Regions from separate parts of the Hordeum vulgare genome. Here region 2 is linked to region 1. Evidence: chromatin contacts called from public Hi-C data. All regions are on one chromosome and are shown on one strand. The core of a region is the stretch at or near the end of the contact, and the rest is flanking DNA. Distances in the headings are between cores, read along the strand shown. Region 1 has its middle 76 kb from the start of LOC123411734. Region 2 has its middle 140 kb from the start of LOC123439464.

Region 1 (2,599 bases), core at 34-2,533:
CTATTAGACCGTAAGTATATATCGGAAAGCGAGTGACTTGTAACATATTTTCAAGGTTGAGTCCTTATCTAACAAAGGGACTAACAAACTTAAAAAGAAAAATAATAAGAAAAAGACGCAAACATGGCTAGATAATATCTGGCTTGACGTTTAAGCAAAATAAGTGTCTCACCCGCACTAAAATGAATATTTGGGGCATACATATGAGATGGAATATGTCTACATATATTTTCGAGTTCTGAAACCGAATCATAGAAACATTCGCATTCAGACCTCGAGGGGCATCTGTTGACATCAATTTCGACCAAAGTAAGATACAATGCTTAGTTATTATTCTAACAAATAAATTACTCTAGATTTTTTTTAGTGAATTGCCGAATACGCGAATAAAAACACCATTATGAATTTCCGTTGCGCATCTCATTATAAAGTAAAGGAGCCGAAATTAAAGGAAATGAGCCATATTATCCCATAAATTACCGAACATATGATTTTCATACACGCACACCATCATTAATGGCAAAATATTAATACTGACACAAATTAAAGTTTCATAGCACGCTAAGATATTATATTGCATCATTTCTAAAAGAAAATACTGGTATAATACTTCTGTAAAATGATGTGATGCATAATGATGTATAAAATATTTGATAGGCTATCATATAATTATGAAGGCAAGAGTTCCTTTCCCATCAGAGTTAATTTGACTAAGGGTCTGTTTGGTTCCCAGCCACACTTCGTCAAGCCAAAATTTGGCAGCCACAGTTTAGTTGGCATATATTTGGTTTTTGCCACACTTTGGCTTGCTACACTTTATTGTCGCTATGGCCCATTTGTTATAAAGTCAATTTTTTTGCCAACTTTTGTCAAAGTTTGACGTTCGTTTTTTCAGCCACATTTTGTGGCTTGCCACACTTTAATGGCTTGTCACACTTTGGCTTAGCAAAATTAGTCTCCAACCAAACGGGCCCTAAGTGCACTCATACGAAATGAATACGTACATGCAATGGTGCATGTAAGAGCAACTCCATCCGTTCCTAAATATGATTTTTTTAAACGTCCATTAAGAGACTACATACGAATTTATATAGATATATACTTTAAAGTATAGATTCATTTATTTTATTTTATATATAGTCTTCTAGTAAAATATATACAAAGACTTATATTTAGAAACTTAGGGACTACGTGCATGCATGAGATTATAAATAGACGGCAAGTCTAACAAACTAATGAAGTAATTACCCAGCCCATGGCCCATATGGCAAGGTCACACGTACAGAACGTACTCCATTTTCTATTTGGTGCCACAGGCGTCAGTTAACGTGCAATTTTTCTTAACCAGCGCCTGTGGCATTTGTAAATGGGCCGGCCCATCTAGACGCCATTTGACGTTTTGTTCTAAGCTGTATAAACTTATTTGAATATTGATGAACATTTTTCAAAATTTCAGAGAATATTTTCTAAGATTAATAAACTTTTTTGATTATTGATTAATATTTTTCAATTTTCATAAACATGTTTAAAAAAAATGGATGAACTGTTTTAAGATTTATTATCTACTTTTTCAGTTAAATGAACTTTTTTTAAAAATACATGAACTTTTGCTGAATTTTTATGAACTTTTAAAAAATTATTGATCTTTTTAAAAATTTAATGAGCTTTTCCTAAATTTTATGAACTTTCTTTACATTTTGAACGATTTTTTTTCAAATTGATGAACTTTTTTCAAAATTGATGATCCTTTTTAAAAATATATGAACTTTTTTTCAGCTGGATGAACCTTTTTTCTTCAAATCTGTAAACTCCTTTTTCATTTCGTAATAAAAAATAGAAAAAAACTGGACGGCACAGTAATGAGCCGGCCCATGGTAGCAGGACTGCAAGCGTCGGATTGTTAACAGCTGCCTGCAGCACTAGATAAGAGTTCCAGGATGACCTTGCCCTATGCTTAGGCGTTGCCTCTCGCTACGTCCAACTGTCGGGGCTTCGCAGATGCGAACGACCCTGCAGCGACGCAGCCGGCCGGCCAGTTTAAGCCTTCCAACGCCTCCGTTTTTGAAAACCTTTCTGAAGGTTTCCAGCTCGGTTTTTCTGGTTTTAAAAAACTTCTAAATGGTTTTCGGAACCATTTTTTTCTTTATTCTTTTCCGTTTCTCTTTTATTTTTTGTTTATGCTTTGGAAAATGTTCTGGATTTTTAAAAAATGTTTTTGATTTTCAAAAAGTTCTTCAAATTGTAAAACCGTTTTTTTCTTTTTAAAACAATCTTTTGGATTTTCAGAAAAAGTTCTGGGTTTTTTAAAAAGGCTCTGGATTTTCTATAAATGTTCTCGGTTTTCGAAAAAATGTTCATGATTCCCAAAAATTATTCTTCAAATTCGAAAAAGATTTTTGCTCATTAATAGAATATTCTGTATTTTTTTAAACGTTCTGGATTATCAGGAAATGTTTGGAATTTTCAAAAAAGCTTCTGAATTTGAAAAAAATGTTCTTTAAAACCAGAAATGTTTGAAAATTGTTCTTGGTTTAAAAATTAGTTCTCAATTTAAAAATTGTCCGCGCTTCCAAATTGGTGCACAATTTTTTGAAATTGT
Region 2 (2,599 bases), core at 45-2,544, 520 kb before region 1:
ATCCCACTTATCTAAGGCAGCAACGTTATCTTATCTGCTCAGAACTACTTAAAGAATCCTTCGCGCTGTCGGGGCCAACAGAATGACTTTAGAGGAAAGCTAGCAAAACCTAGTCAGCATGCACGTTGGTTTAACTTGGACATCCAAGGGCAGAAATTAAAAATGACAGAACTGGGGATGGTGGCTAGGATGAGTTGAGCAGAGCACGTCGGCTGAGTGCAACTTCTCTCCTAATGGTCCTGTTTGTTTTGTTTGCTAGGAAAAAAATGCGTACTTCCAGTATTTGAATCATGAAGACAACGTGATTGTAGTGGCTAATTGATATGTAGGGTGTGCTCCAGCATAGATAAATACTATCTCCATTTTATAATATAAGATGTTATTACAACCAAGCTAGTCAGTGGAATTTATTTTTATGGAGCGATGTTTCATCTTACAACGACGGATCCCGACGGCATGACGTAGTGGAGACTCATCGTTCGATGTCCGGAGATGGACTCGCATAGGAGAAGGACGTTGTCTGATGTTATGATGACGTCGATGGCAGAGAGTCCCGACAAGGTCGGTGCGTTATTCTTCTCTGAAGATGGATTGGTGAAAGACGACGAGGATGATACATGAGAGTGCGTCGGACCGGTTTATAGTCAAAACTCAGTATATGGCTTGGTTGGGGCATTCATTTTAGATATTAGGCTTTCGTACTATGTATGTTTGATATTAGGCTCGGACTATTAACACCACTTTATTAAGTAAATAGAACTAGCGAGAATTGTTGTTAAGATGACGACTTTAGACAACCTGATATACTATTTTATAAAGTTTTTATGAATAATCAATACAATGATTGAATGCAAGATGCAGGAACCGTGTAATCCTCTTTTCTAGGAAAACAATTAAGCTGATCACGACGGATCACATGATTCAAATTCGATGTGTCTAAGGTGCGGATAGAGAGAGATATAGGAGAGGTTGCTTGATTATACCATCCGGATATGTATGCGTTTGAGTAAGTTGATGAAATTGAACAAATTAAGTATCATCCCTTGCAAGACACTGGCATATCTTCTAATCATTTAGCGATGATAGCGATCACCTAAAGGAAAAGCTGACAGTGACATATACTAGACCATGTCCACACCTTTTTTCTGCGAAAAGGAACCATACAATATCCACACCTGATAACACGCACCCAGCATTAGCAAAAAAGGAAAAGGATGCATGCACCCGAATGGGCCTTAACGGGATCGATTTAGTCCTGGTCGGGATGTCACATCAGGCTGTGACATGAGGTCGCGACTATGTCTCGCTCGCCGCGACACGGTAGAAAGTCTAGCCTCAAGCAGCCGTCGTAATGAGCCGCTCCAGCGCGGACTACAAGCCTTCAACGCTTTTGTTTTCAACCTTTTTTTTTAACTTTATCTTTCTTTTTTGCATTTTCTAAATTTATTAATATTATACATACATATATTGCAAAACAAATTTTACATACAAATCATAAAAATCTTAATCGCGCTCCAAAAATATTAAATCTGTTCAGGAAAATGTTACTAGCGTACATAACAATTGTACAATGTGTATGAAAAATAGCAGATAACAAAATACATATTTAAAGAACAATAATGTGCATATAAAAAATGTTCCTGGTGTATACAAAAAATATATATGATGTGTATGAAAAAAAGGAGTCTACCAAAACTTGTTTGGGACTAAAGACTTTGTTGCTCTTGTAGTATGAAAAAAATAGAAAACTAAAATATATGTATAGAAATGTTAATCATGTTTTGGAAAAATCTTAAACTTATCTGCCAATAATGATTCTAATGTATAGGTTCTTTTAGAAAAATGTGTATGAAAAAATAGATATAAAAATCATTTTTTTGCAAAATTTAATCACGTATTTGGAAATGTATAGGTTCTTTTAGAAAAACGTGTATATAAAAAATACCTGGTGTACACATAAATATTGAATGTGTTTGAAGAAAAAATGACATCAAATATATGTTCGAAAAAAGTAATATTTTTGTACTTTAAAAACTGTTCAATCGTGTACATAAAATTTATCATGCAATGTAAAAAATGTTTGCATATGACTAAAATTGTTTGTTGCCACTAAAGAAATGTGTTTAACATTTTAAATAAATATTTACGTGCCACCAAAAAATGTCTGTGAAATTTTAACAATGTTAAGCAATTGTTTGCATTGTCATAATAAAAAAATCAACGCGTATTTAAAAATATTGACCATGTATACAAAAGGTGCTCAAAACCATACACTAAAACAAAAATGCAAATCCTGTATTTAAATTTTTTTGAAATTTTATCAAATATATATTTCATGTCTAAACTAAAAATATATGTTGTGTGTTCATAAAAGTTGACATGTGCCAAGAAAAAGAAAAACAAAGAAACTTCACAAAGAAATAAAACAAGGGAAAGCAAACAAAAAACATGAGTACATAAGCAAATTAAAAATAAAAAAACAATTAAAATCAAGAAAGAAATAATGAAAAGGGTGAAGAGGAAAAAAATAAAAATGTGGAAACTGAGAAAGAAAGAAGGGAAAATCTAACTACAAGCGCCGCGCAATAGACTTTCCCTG

The links. A called contact is a pair of places that touch in the nucleus more often than the background predicts.
Region 2: a Hi-C map of seedling shows a contact between it and region 1, with 3 times the contacts expected there. The contact joins two enhancer-like sites. A contact is called at or near these places in 2 of 6 Hi-C or Micro-C datasets (leaf and seedling).

Annotation. Positions count from the first base shown.
Region 1 is chr1H:386,377,350-386,379,948 of MorexV3_pseudomolecules_assembly, reverse strand. No RefSeq gene overlaps it. Among protein-coding and RNA genes, the nearest start is that of LOC123411734, 76 kb to the right of the region's middle. Within about 2 kb of position 1,283, at least 3 of the 3 cell types and tissues checked have open chromatin away from gene starts, as enhancers often do. A contact at or near this core is called in leaf and seedling, where this site is marked.
Region 2 is chr1H:386,897,251-386,899,849 of MorexV3_pseudomolecules_assembly, reverse strand. No RefSeq gene overlaps it. Among protein-coding and RNA genes, the nearest start is that of LOC123439464, 140 kb to the left of the region's middle. Within about 2 kb of position 1,294, at least 3 of the 3 cell types and tissues checked have open chromatin away from gene starts, as enhancers often do. A contact at or near this core is called in leaf and seedling, where this site is marked.